Linked DNA regions of Triticum aestivum: region 1 is linked to region 2. The links are chromatin contacts, called in public Hi-C maps. All regions are on one chromosome and are shown on one strand. The core of a region is the stretch at or near the end of the contact, and the rest is flanking DNA. Distances in the headings are between cores, read along the strand shown.

What was found. A called contact is a pair of places that touch in the nucleus more often than the background predicts.
Region 1: a Hi-C map of leaf shows a contact between it and region 2, with 8 times the contacts expected there. The contact joins the promoter of LOC123071957 here to the enhancer-like site in region 2. A contact is called at or near these places in 2 of 5 Hi-C or Micro-C datasets (both in leaf).

Annotation. Positions count from the first base shown.
Region 1 is chr3B:714,965,269-714,972,589 of IWGSC CS RefSeq v2.1, forward strand. LOC123071957 (selenium-binding protein 1) reads left to right here and starts at 3,544. Exons shown (of 8, transcript XM_044495537.1): 1 at 3,544-3,715; 2 at 3,821-3,983; 3 at 4,932-5,127; 4 at 5,216-5,443; 5 at 5,716-5,947; 6 at 6,038-6,145; 7 at 6,246-6,518; 8 at 6,813-7,286. The coding sequence starts at 3,821. The coding sequence ends at 7,097.
Region 2 is chr3B:714,701,229-714,708,362 of IWGSC CS RefSeq v2.1, forward strand. It overlaps the pseudogene LOC123067746. Among protein-coding and RNA genes, the nearest start is that of LOC123071956, 100 kb to the left of the region's middle. Within about 2 kb of position 1,948, at least 7 of the 8 cell types and tissues checked have an H3K27ac peak or open chromatin away from gene starts, as enhancers often do. A contact at or near this core is called in leaf, where this site is marked.

The DNA of each region.
Region 1 (7,321 bases), core at 2,294-4,793, 270 kb after region 2:
TGACATTATATAGAGGGATAAACTCAAGCAATATGATATAAACCCCATCTTTTTATCCTCGATGACAACAATACAATACGTGCCTTGCTGCCCCTACTGTCAACGGGAAAGGACACCGCTAGATTGAACCCAAAGCTAAGCACTTCTCCCATTGCAAGAAAGATCAATTTAGTAGGCCAAACTAAACCGATAATTCGAAGAGGCTTGCTAAGATATCAAATCATGCATATAAGAATTCAGAGAAGAACCAAATAATATTCATAGATAATCTTGTTCATAAATCCACAATTTATCAGATCTTGGCAAACACATCGCAAAAGAATATTACATCGAATAGATCTCCAAGAACATCGAGGAGAACTTTGTATTGAGAATCAAAGAAAGAGAAGAAGTCATCTAGCTAATAACTATGGACCCGAAGGTCTGTGGTAAACTACTCACGCTTCATCGGAGAGGCAATGGTGTTGATGTAGAAGCCCTCCGTGATCGATTCCCCCTCCGGCAGATCGCCGAAAAAGGCCCCAAGATGGGATCTCATGGTATAGAAGGTTGCGGCGGTGGAAAAGTGGTTTCGTGGCTCCCTCTGATGTTTTTAGGGTATAAGGGTATATATAGGCGAAAGAACTAGGTCCGTGGAGCTACGAGTGGCCCACGAGGGTGGGGGCGCGCCTACCCCCTAGGCGCACCCTCCTGCCTCGTGGACGCCTCGTTGCGTCTCTGACTTCAACTCCAAGTCTTCTGGTTTGCTTTCGGTCCAACAAAGATCATCGCGAAGGTTTCATTCCGTTTGGACTCCATTTGGTATTCTTTTTCTACAAAATTCTAAAATAGGCAAAAAAACAGAAACTGGCACTGGGCCCTCGGTTAATAAGTTAGTCCCAAAAAAATATAAAAGAGCATATTAAAGCCCATTAAACATCCAAAACAGATAATATAACAGCATGGAACAATCAAAAATTATAGATACGTTGGAGATGTATCAAGGAGGAAGGGCTCGGGACGATGACCAGGAGGGGGACAGTGCTCGGGGAGAGGGAGTGTGGTTCTGTACGTCACTGGCGCGCGACTTAAATAGCCGCGGCCAGGTCAGGCGAAGGGGCGTCCAACCCGCTTCAATGCACCATAGCGGCTGGATTTAGTTTCTTGGGACGCGGCGTTTGCATTGAAGCGGCGACGCTCGAGAGGTTACGTCCGTCAGCGTCGCCCTCCCGTCCAGTCAAATCGCGGGCATTAATGTCGGTCGCTACATGCCCTGGCCCGGCATGAATGCGGCGCGATAAATGACACGGGTGTTCGATGGAAAGCACCGGAGAGGCGGGTGGGGGTTTGTGATGGCCAGGGCAGTCAGACACGGATGTGACAACGAACCGGACATCGGCAAAGCCCCCCACTTTATCTTCAGTTTACTGCGGGCCGGTAAGCGGATCAATACAGATGCGCGCTGAGGATCGGCGTTGGAGTCAGCGTATGCTCTTTAAAAAAAAGCGTACGCAGACATGTAAAATAATCTACCGTATGCTACACACAGTGACTAGTATATACAGTCAGATGAGATGTCAATCAACTAGATTTTCTGTGATTCTGCAGCTAGCACAGCAATCTTCACTCGGTTAACTGTTGCGCTTCACCCATCCATGTATCAACTGATTAATTATTACTCCTCTCAGATGGCTCCTGTCCTCACTAATCATGCTCTTCTCTACACAAATCTGGCTCAGCTCTCCGAGCCTGATCATTGTGTTCTCTTTACCCAATGGAATCATGCCAGCCAGACCGCCAGCTGACCGTGTGAGGGGAGATAATGCATCGATAATCTATCTGCACCGGCCGCACGCCTATCTAATTAGACGTTAACTAGATAGGATTATAATTTTTTTTATAAAGTGACGATTCTGGGAGAAGCTGAGGAAAGGGACGATTCTGAGAACCGGCCAGAGCAGCCCTCGCCACCACAAACCCCCACCCGTGTCAGAGATCAAGATAACCATGCATGCAGGGCTATTATACTCGCCTCGTGATGGACGTGGAAGCTGGCAGCACGTAAAGTCCTTGTTCATGGGCAACTAGCTAGCAGCCTAGCAGATCCGTGCCATCCGGACAGATAGCTTAAAACTGATAGCACCAGATTTGGGCGCTTGCTGGTTGCTTGATCGTGTGAGTTTGGAGTTTTCCGTCGTGTGTTATTGGCTGACGTGTTTTAGGGCATGCATCCTTATCAGGCCACGCCCTGGGATATGCATTGAGGCCTGGGATATGCATCGGTGACTCAGAGGCAAAATCGCAAAGTGCCACAAGAGATCAGAAGTGGTAGAGCAGAGCACGTAACGATCGAGCCGCTGGCCAGCTTAGCCATCCCTCGGTTGGTAGAGCCGAGCGTGGCGTTCGTGGACTAGCCGCAAAGCTCGGGGTTGCTAAAACGCATGGCACGAAGAGCTCTGTTGCTGTAAAACCATCTTCAACCGGACCCTCCAGGAGTCCAGGTTGTCCGGGCAGATACAAGACCATCTCATATTTTTGTATAAGCAAAATGTCATTGGATGCACATTTTAGAAAATGTGAAATGGCCGACCATGCATGCATAGAGATATACTCCGTTACATCCGTTATCTTTGATTTATTTAAATACAAATATAACTTGGGACGGAGGGAGCACAAACTAAAATTATAGAGCACAAGCACTTCATTCGTCTCAAAAAGCTTGACTTTGATTTATCTAGATACGGATGTGACTAGACATGTTTCAGTGTTAGATACATATGTATCTAGATAAAACTTTTTGGGACGAAGGTAATATTACAAATTCATTCCAAAAATGAGTAGTAATACGATTTTTTTTAGGGAAGTATAGTATTTTACGAATTAAAGTGCCAATTTCCTGCTACGAAAAATGCAAAGCTGCAGCGTCCGTTGCACACGCAGACACACACGGGATGACGGGACGGTCCGTTTGGCGTGAGCCGGTGGCGTGCGTGCGCGCCTACGTACGCGCTCAGGCCAAGACGGACGGCTCACGGCTGCGACCGCGAGGCCGCGGACGGAGACGCGCCGAGCCACCGCCACGGACCGCTCGCTGCGTCGCCATCCATCCACCGTGCCAGGGTCCAAGCTTTCTCCAACCCCAGTTCGTGGACGGATCGATCCCGCCCGCCACGCAGGCAGCCGCATTAGGGCATCTTCAATAGGTTGTATGTTAGTCCTGTTCGTAAAATGTTCATGTCATCAACCAATAAGTTATCATACAACCATCCCAATGGGTTGTATGTAAACTATCCAATCGATGATGAGAAAATAAATGTGATTTCTTTCTATTTCACCTTGAAGCTTGTGCAAAAGTTGTTGGTTAATCTACATACAACTTTGCTCTCTCTCCACATTCAATGCATGCCACATCATCACTATGTCCTAGATGATAAATTTATCAACACCTATCTTACAACTGTTGGAGATGCCCTTATAGTCCAGATACGACGACGCCTTGCCCACGCCCCGGGCCCAGGTTCACTCGCCACGCCTCCCTTTTCCCCTATAGCCACCCGCACGCATCGCGAGGCGCGTCTCGCGGCATCCCCTCCGCGCACGTGGCGGCCTAAGTTAGCCTCCCCTCTATAATTACCCCCGTCTCCCGGGCGGGCAGTCCCACCACCACCGTATCTCTTCTCTCCTCTGTTCCTCTCGCACAACAGAAGAAAAACCAACTACCTCCTCCTACGCTCCGGTGAGTCAGCACTGAGCTCGGCTCTCTCCTCCGTCAGCTGCTCTCCGGCGGCCGCGTTTTCCTACCGGCAGAGGGTTAATTATTTCGGGCGTCCTGAGATCGCAGATGGCCGCAGCGGTGGTCGACGCAGCGGTGCCGGTGGCGGCGAAGGCGAACGGCGCCGGGGCGAGGTGCTGCGCGGCGAAGGGGCCCGGGTACGCCACGCCCAGGGAGGCCATGGAGAAGGGCCCGCGGGAGGGGCTCCTCTACGTCACCTGCGTCTACAATGGTACTAATCCTTCCTTCCGCCCGACCCTCCTCTTCCAAGTTCCAAGTTCCAACCCCGGAAAAAAGGCTACTCATACGCACGGCCAACGCACGCGCACACCGCTGACACCCGCAGTGCGGTTTGCGCCTAGATCTCGGCGAGCAATTAGGATTCAGTTACAATTTTTTATAATTAAGTATCGAGACGTAGAGTAGTACAACAACAGCAGCAGCAACAGGAGCTTGCACGGGCTTAACTTAACCAGGACTGGACTGAGAATCTGAGATGGACATGCCACTTAATTTAATCCTGGAAGTCTCTTTCTAATATACTCAGATTCCATATTACTCCTAATTGAGAAAGCGAGACTTCCAGGATTAAATCCTAATATTTGAATCAAATGAGTAAACATATTAAATTCCTAACATGGGTGTCAAAAATGACTAAACGAGGACAGCAAGAATATTGGCATATGCTTTGCTATTCTAACTTCCTAATAATAAGCCTTGGTCCACGCTAAGAAAAAAAGAGCCTTGGCTCAGATCTCCAATTACTCCGCAATATGGCATCTTTTTTCGTCAGAGATGTGCAATTTTTCGTGCTTTGGTGTAGATACTGGGCTGGAGTATTTTTAGCCCGTCGAACTTAATGTAATGGGTAGCCATATAGACAGTCTTAATTCTGATATGTACTGTACATATGCACGCAGCATGCATGTGCCCTCCATGGCAGAGACTGCCATTTGCTGTTACACAAGAGTCCAAGTAGGCTGTGTCGTGGATCATTCAGAACCGTCTAGTTCAGTCCCTGTCTGTCTCTGAGCTTCACATGGCCTCTCTTCATGGCAGTTTCTGAAGGCAGAACAAACCATGTGAACATGAGAAGAGATGTGCCGGTGTGCCTTTGTACAGGTTGATTGCCTGATTGTGTGAAGTTTTGCTGATTGCCTGATTGTACTGAATTTTGCAGGTACTGGAATCGACAAGCCGGATTACCTGGCCACGGTGGACGTCGACCCAAATTCAGCGACCTACTCCCAGGTGATCCACAGGCTCCAGGCGACCCACATCGGCGACGAGCTGCATCACTCTGGCTGGAACGCCTGCAGCTCCTGCCACGGCGATCCATCCACGAGCCGGCGCTTCTTGATTCTTCCTTCGTTGCTGTGAGTATTTATGGAGCGACGGCGATCAAATGGATGAACGGTTGAATTTTAGCTGAGTCTGTAATGCTGCTTTGGTGGCTGTTCACAGGTCTGGCCGTTTGTATGTGGTCGACACTGCGAAGAATCCGAGGGCGCCTGCTCTGCACAAGGTTGTCCAGGCTGAGGACATTGCTGAGAAGACCGGGCTTGGGTTCCCTCACACATCCCATTGCCTTGCAACCGGTGACATAATGATTTCTTGTCTGGGAGACAAGGAGGGAAATGCTGCTGGCAATGGCTTTCTCTTGCTGGATTCAGAATTTAACGTCAAAGGACGGTAAGATTTTTGCCCACAATTTGGGTACCAATGACTTGGAAACATAACATATTTCAAAATGCATACTGTAGCATATTATCACTTCATCATGAAACCATCTCAGCATATCAGAATCATCCAACCACCCCATGCTTATTTACATCTTACAAAATCTTCAGTAATATTTCAGCTTTGAAAAACTTTAGTATTCCTATTATTGATGCCTTATTTTTCCGAAATAGACAGCTTTTAGTGGCTCCAACTGTACTGATTTAACTATTTGCTACTTGTAGTTGGGAAAAGCCAGGTCACAGCCCCTTGTTTGGCTATGATTTCTGGTACCAGCCTCGTCACAAGACGATGATCAGCTCTTCATGGGGAGCCCCGGCAGCTTTCAGGACAGGTTTTGATCTCCAGCATGTCCAGGATGGTCTCTATGGAAGGCACCTGCATGTGTATGACTGGCCTGGTGGTGAGCTCAAGCAGACACTGGATCTAGGGAGCACAGGTCTTCTTCCGCTGGAGGTGTGTATCAACTATCAACTTATCAAGTAGGAGTCTAATAATGCACCCATATATCATATAACCATAGTCCTCTTCTTATCTTCTCTGCAGGTGAGGTTTTTACATGATCCATCAAAGGACACTGGCTATGTTGGCTGTGCTTTAACAAGCAACATGGTGAGATTCTTCAAAACTGCAGATGGATCATGGAGCCATGAGGTTTGTCCGCAACTACGTTCTAATAATGCCTACTTCTTTTCTACATAGTGTGAAGTTCATTTTCCATCTTATTGACACTTCTATATGCCTGTATTTGTAGGTAGCTATATCCATAAAACCGTTGAAGGTGCGCAACTGGATACTGCCAGAAATGCCAGGATTGATAACTGACTTTGTCATCTCTCTCGATGACCGTTATCTCTACTTGGTCAATTGGCTTCATGGGGATATCAGGCAGTACAACATTGAGGACCCTGCAAAGCCTGTGTTGGCTGGACAAGTGTTTGTAGGTGGGCTTCTTCAAAAGGGCAGTGATGTTGTCTATGTGACCGACGATGACAAAGAAGAGCAGTATGCTGTGCCTGAAGTCAAGGTAAACTCTACAGTACTCTTAAATCTTAATTGCTTCGTACTCCTACATAAGTTACATTCTTCAGGATATCTTGTGTATCTTTTATACAAAAATAACCAGATTTTACAAGTCAATACTGGTTACATATAGTTCAACTGATGAGTGATTCAAGTACCTACTGGAACACATCCGGCTTGCAATGCTGCTATATTTGTCTCAACTAAACCGAATGATCCAATGAAACTGCAATATTTGGAACATAGTTATTTCTAGTCACTCAACATTACTCTGACATAACATCTGTCTTGTATTCAGGGGCATCGGCTTAGAGGTGGGCCGCAGATGATTCAGCTGAGCTTGGATGGCAAGAGGGTGTATGTGACCAACTCTCTCTTCAGCCGGTGGGACGAGCAGTTCTACGGCCCTGACCTTCTCAAGAAGGGATCTCACATGTTGCAGATCGACGTCGACACTGAGGAAGGAGGGCTGGCTGTCAACCCCAACTTCTTTGTTGATTTCGGGACCGAGCCTGAAGGTCCCTCCTTGGCCCATGAGATGAGATATCCTGGTGGAGACTGCACCTCTGACATATGGATCTAGGAGGAAGGGTGTAGGACACAGGCAGCTGGAGATCCATGGTGTTGAGCTCACTGTAATTAAAATGGTCTCTTCCCCGCCTGCGGTGTTGTATGTGATGTGGTATCAATTGGAATAAGTTCCTGATAGAACCTCTGACATTGGCTTCATGGGAGCTTTGGGCCCTAATAAGAGTTGCCTCTGATTCTGAAATTTCTGATGCTGTTGAAGGCCTTGTTATATCTTCT
Region 2 (7,134 bases), core at 698-3,197:
AGCACTGCTGGAGGTATGGATTCCTGAAGAATAACAAATGGTCCATAACAAGTCATGTGCAGCTGGGTGGTTTAGCGCTAGGATATTAACTACATGTAGATGAATCCACCATGAGGCTGGGATTTGGTAGAGGGGAGATGGGGCAACAAGGTAGATGGAAGCAGGAAGGATAATAGTGGAAAATATGACAAGTTAGTGAAACCATAGTTACACCAGGTTGTTCTACAACATAATCAGCAACAAATTATCCAAAGGTTGAGTAAAAATGGTCCAATGTTCAATATAAAAAATACAAAGAAGCTATTGCACCGAAAGTGAACATTTTAAGGCAGAATGCTAAACATAAACTTCAGGGTTAAGGTAGCATTATTTTTGGACACCGCATCTTATGGATACTGCAAATTACTTCCAGAAAGTATATCTGATCTAAATTGACATGCAGAGACAGAGAAAATTATACCAACTGCCAATATAAGCTAGGACTGAAGACTGAACAAACTCGTCCATATCATGAAGTCCAGTAACTGCAATCATCCAAAGCAAAGTAAGAAACAGAAGTACCATAAACACATGTAAGATGGTTATGGACCACTTGTCTAGCAATGCAAGCTTACCATCAGGGCAGCATCACACACAACCAAGTCTGCTTTACATCCATCAAAGTCCCTGATAACCTGGCAGCATATGTACATCTGTTACAGCAATACAAGCAAAAGTATTGGTGATGTCGCCCTGCCCGAGCATTGGTCTATGAGTTGATCTATCCATCTCACCACTTCCCCTACCCGAGCATTGGTGATGTCGCCCTGCACTTGTATAACACCTTCTATCGGAGCCATCGGTTGCAGATCAATTCCGGCCACCATGTCTGGTATAAGCAGAGCACAGAAACAATCAGATATAAAGAATGAAATTATGTTAGAACATAAGATGTTTGCACTGACGTTGCTACTCACTTGTCGTCAGATGATAGCTTTGCCGGTAGATACAAAGAAATTGCGGCTCAAAATCTGCAATTGCGATTGAGATAAGCAATTGATCAAAGGGATGCAAGCATGGATGGGGGAAACCGAGCATGTGAATACCTGGCTCCAGCTCCCAGGAGCAGCGCACAGGTCAACGGCACGCTTCACTCCTGCACGCATGAACAACAAAACGAAAGCAGCATGTGGTTAATTTGATGCTGCACACCAATGGAAGCAAAGTGGCAGGAAGGCGAGCGAGCTGATTGGGTTGAGACGAGACCGTGGAAGATGTTGAACTCCTGGTCGATCTGCATGAGCTTGAAGGCGCTGCGAGCCCTCCACCCCTCCTCCTTGGCCTTCCGGTAGTAGATGTCATGGGAAACCGCCGGACAGAGCCCCCACCTCGCGCCTATGGCCGGAAAGCCACCAGCGAGCAGCAGCAGGACACCGCCGCACCTCACCTCTCCCTTCTCTTTCCGTCCGGCAGGGCGTGAGCAAAGGCAAGCACGGCAGGTAGAGGCGGTCTCCCGGCGCGGTTGGGACGCGGCAGGACGCGGACGGAGGCGAGCTGAAGGGCGTGGCGGGCAGAGGCGAGCTGAAGGGCGCGGACGGAGGCGAGCACGCGAGCGCGCGTAGAAAGCAGCGCTCCGGCGCGGGCGCGGACGGAGGCGAGCACGCGGGCGTGCGCGGACAGAAGCGACGGCAGGAGCTGTCGTCCTCTGCTCCGGCGTCCTCCATGCTCGCCCGCGACGCCACTGTCGCGCCTCGCCATGCACCGTCTCTGCAGCACCTGCCCTGCCTCGCCGCACAACCGCCACTGCCCCACCTCACCGCGCCGTCTCCGCAGCACCTGCCCCTCCTCGCCGCGGCGTCCCCGTAGCCCTCAACCCGTCGCCGTCTCCATCGCCAGAGAAACCCGTCGCCGTCTCCATCGCCATCGCCATCGCCATTGCCAGAGAACTGGATAAGACTACGAGGACAGCGGATGCAAATCTAATGAATACAGGGGGTTTTCTACAAAATGTAACGTTATATACACACTTACTAAAACAGTGATTGCGGATTAATTTAATGTAAACCGAGGGGTTTTAATGCAAAATCGTGCGCGACGACGTACGGCAGAAACCCGATTCTCTTTATTATTATTATATATATATATATATATATATATAATATATATATATATATATATATAATATATAATATATAATATATAAAAAAAATTAGGTAAATATTACCTGATAGTTAGTTAATCAGTCAATGACAGGCGGGGCCCTCACGTCAGTTTGACCAGTCAACACCTGTGTTGACTGCTGACATCATGGTGACGTTATGCTGATGCAATAATACTAATTTCGAATTAATTTAATAATAATAAATTAGAAAATGATTAAAACTTTAGAAAAACATAGAAAATAAATCGTAGCTCAGATGAAAATGTTTTCTGCATGAAAGTTGCTCAAAACAACGAGACGAATCCGAATAAGCAGCCCGTTCGTCCACCACACATCCCTAGCATATTGAACCTGCAATATTTCACCTCTGGTTCACCTGTCCGAAAACGCGAAACACCGGGGATACTTTCCCGGATGTTTCCCCCTTTCGCCGGTATCACCTACTACCGCGTTAGGGCACACCTAGCACCGCGTATTGCCATGTTATGCTTTCTGATGCTTTGATTGCTTTGTTATTTATTGTGTTCCCCCTCCGTTACTTCTTTCCGGTAGAACCCGGGACTGCCGGCGACCCTAGTTCGACTACGGAGTTGACGACCCCTCCTTCTTGCCAAAGCAACCAGGCGAGCCCCCCTGATCACCAGATATTGCCTATTCTTATCTCTACTGCTTGCATTAGAGTAGTGTAGCATGTTACTGTTCAGTTACTCCTATTATGTTGCATAGTCTGTCATTGTTGATACAATCCTTGATACCTTACCCGCAATCCTAAATGCTTAGTATAGGATGCTAGTTTATCATCGTTGACCCTACATTCTTGTCAGTCTGCCTTGCTATACTATCGGGCCGTGATCACTCGGGAGGTGATGACGGGCATATACTATACATATATACATACTATACTGATGGTGACTAAAGTCGGGTCGGCTCGTTGAGTACCCGCAAGTGATTCAGATATGGGGGCTGGAAGGACAGGTGGCTCCATCACGGTAGAGGTGGGCCTGGGTTCCCGACGGCTCCTGACTGTTACTTTGTGGCGAAGCGACAGGCCAGGTTGAGACCACCTAGGCAAGAGGTGGTCCTGGCCCTGGGCGGCGTTCGCGGTTACTTCATAATAACACGCTTAACGAGATCTTGGTATTTTATCTGAGTCTGGCCACTAGCCTATATGCACTAACCAACTACGCGGGAACCGTTATGGGCACTCGACGTCGTGGTATCAGCCGAAGCCTTCGTGACGTCAGCGACTGAGCGGCGCCCCCCGGATTGGACCGTAAGCCTGCTCTTGTATTAAGGGGGATAGATCTGCTTCCGGCCGCCCACGCAACGTGCAGGTGTGCAATGGGCGATGGGCCGAGACCCCTGCGCGCATAGATTTAGACCGGCGTGCTAACCTCTCTGTTGTGCCTAGGTGGGGCTGCGACGTGTTGATCTTCCGAGGCCGGGCATGACCTAGGAAAGTGTGTGCGGCCAAAGGGGATCGAGCGTGTTGGGTTATGTGGTGCACCCATGCAGGGAAGTTTATCTATTCGAATAGCCGTGTCCCTCGGTAAAAGGATGACCCGGAGTTGTACCTTGACCTTATGACAACTAGAACCGGATACTTAATAAAACACACCCAGACAAGTTCCACAGACAACCCGGTGATCGCTTTTCCACAGGGCGATGAGGGGAGGATCGCCGGGTAGGATTATGCTATGCGATGCTGCTTGGAGGACTTCAATCTACTCTCTTCTACATGCTGCAAGACGGAGGCTGCCAGAAGTGTAGTCTTCGATAGGACTAGCTATCCCCCTCTTATTCTGGCATTCTGCAGTTCACCCCACCGATATTGCCTCTTTACACATATACCCATGCATATGTAGTGTAGATCCTTGCTTGCAAGTACTTTGGATGAGTACTCACGGTTGCTTTGCTTCCTCTTTCCCCCCTCTTTCCTTTTCTTCTCGGATGCCGCAACCAGAGGTTGGAGCCTAGGAGACAGACGCCACCGTCGACGATGACTCATACTACACTGGAGGTGCCTACTACTACGTGCAGGCCGCTGACGATGACCAGGAGTAGTTAGGAGGATCCCAGGCAGGAGGCCTGCGCCTCTTTCGATCTGTATCCCAGTTTGTGCTAGCCATCTTATGGCAACTTGTTTAACTTATGTCTGTACTCAGATATTGTTGCTTCCGCTGACTCGTTTATGTCAAGCACTTGTATTCGAGCCCTCGAGGCCCCTGGCTTCTAATATGATGCTTTTATGACTTATTTTACTTTTAGAGTTGTGTTGTGATATCTTCCCATGAGTCCCTGATCTTGATCGTACACATTTGCGTGCATGATTATTGTACGATTGAATCGGGGGCGTCATAGTTTTGGCCCTCAACACGCAGATTCCCGAGGTGACATTGGGGTAATCTATGCATAGGGGTTGATGCACATTCTCGTCTTTTGTTTCTCTGGTAGAAATCTTTGGGGCACTCTTTGAGGTTCTTTGTGTTGGATTGAGTATTATGAATCTGAAATTGTTTGATGCATATCGCATAATCAACTCACGGATACTTGCGGTGACATTAGAGTTGGTTGATGTGTATCATATGGTGTTATTTTAGTACGAACTCTTGGTTAGATCGATTGGAAAGAATATCTTGGTGTTATTTTAGTGTGAACTCTAGGATAGATTGATCGGAAAGAATAGCTTTCAGGTGGTTTCGTACCCTACAAACAATTCCGTCTTATGTTCTCCGCTAGATAGCAACTTTGGAGTGATTCTTCATCGCACGTTGATGGATGGTTATATGATCCAATTATATTAGCATTCTTGAGAGATTTCACTAGTGAAAGTACGAACCCTAGGCGTCATTTTCAAGCATTCAATACTGTTTGTGCTCCGTTTTATCAATTGCTACCTTGCTATCTTTTTATTGTGCTTACTACAAAAACCAATATCTACTATCCATATTACACTTGTATCACCATCTCTTTGCTGAACTAGTGCACCTATACAAATTACCATTGTATTTGGTGTGTTGGGGACACAAGGGACTTTTTATTATTTGGTTGCAGGGTTGTTTGAGAGAGACCATCTTCATCCTACACCTTCCACGGATTGATAAACCTTAGGTCATCCACTTGAGGAAAAATTGCTACTTCCTACAAAACTCTATGCTTGGAGGCCCAACACATGTCTACAAGAATAAAGTTGCGCAGTAGACATCAAGCTCTTTTCTGGCGCCGTTGCTGGGGAGGTTAGGTAAGCGACACTCACACCCCGTCAACGAAAATCTCTTTTGGCGCCGTTGCTGGGGAGGTGAGTGCATGAAGGTATATCTTTAGATCTTGCAATCGAATCTTTTAGTTTCTTGTTTATCACTAGTTTGGTTCATAAAAGAAAACTACAAAAAAATGGAATTGAGGTTGCATCATATTATTCATCTTTATAATGTCTTTCATGAAAATGATGGAAATGAAAATTGTGCTCAATTGATAGAAGAAGAATTCAATAGAATGTTTGACATAAATGATGAGCATGAGTGCAATGTTGTTAGTATGAATTCTTTGAATACCCATGATGCTAGTGATATGCAAAGGCATAAGCTTGGGGATGCTATGTTTGATGCTGATATTTTTAGTCCCCCAAGATTTGATGTGCAAATTTTTTATAGTGATTGCATGCCTCCTATTTATGATAATTACAATGATGAAAGTGAATTTGGAGAGGTCATGACTTTATTTAGTGATGAATCCACCATTTTGGATGAGGTTTCAATTGACTATGATAACAAAGTTCCTATCTATGATGATTATGGTGATGACATGTATGCTATAAAGAATAATGATAACCATGAACCTTGTCATCATGATTTTAATTTTCACTCTCATGATAGTTATTTTGTTGAGTTTGCTCCCACTACTATTGATGAGAAGAAATTTGCGTATGTGCAGAGTAATAAGTTTTCTATGCTTTATGTGATGGTTATATTGTTGAATTTCTTCATGATGCTACTAAAAATTATTATGAGAGAGGAACATATGCATTTACATATTGCAATAATATCAAGTTTCCTCTCTATGTGTTGAAAGTTTTGAAGTTGCACTTGTTTTGCCTTCCTATGCTAGTTGATTATTACTTCCATAAGTTGTTTTCTCACAAAATCCCTATGCATAGGAAGTGGGTTAGGATTAAATGTGCTAGTCATATGCTTCATGATGCTCTCTTTGTGTTACAATTCTTTACTTTTATGTGAGCATCATTGAAATCATCATGCCTAGCTTAAAAGGCATTAAAGAAAATCGCTTGTTGGGAGACAACCCAACATTTACCCCTACTGTTTTTGTGTGTTCACATGATTAGGCTACTGTTGTAACCCTTTATAACTTTTGTTTCAATAAAGTGCCAAGTAAAGCCTTTGGGATAGTGTGGATGATAGTTGACTTGAATCTGTGCAAAAACAGAAACTTTTACGCTCAGTACACAAATTTTTAAAATTCATTGGAATGTTCTTTTGATATGATTTTTTGCAGGTGATAGATATACAAATTATCTATGTTGTCCTAATTTTTCAGAATTTTTAGAGTTACAGAAGTATGGTTGGGGTACAGATTACTTCAGACTGTTCTTTTTTTGACAGTTTCTGTTTTTAATGCATAGTTTGCTTGTTTCCTAGTTTCTGTGGCTTATATTTCTTAATATAAATTGTGAAAATTATAGGCTACAGTAGGCATTGTGTGAGAACAATTATGAATCTTGTCTTTGACAGTACCAAATTGAATGGTTTGCTCTTTATCATACTAACCTATCTCACGAAGTGCCGTTAAGTTTTGTGTGATTGAAGTTTTCAAATTTTGGGTGAGATTTAGATATGAGGAGAATAAGGAGTGACAAGACCTAAGCTTTGGGATGCCCAAGGCACCCCAAGGTAATATTCAAGTAAGATCCAAGCAACTAAGCTTGGGGATGCCCTGGAAGGCATCCCCTCTTTCGTCTCCAACATTATCGGTAACCT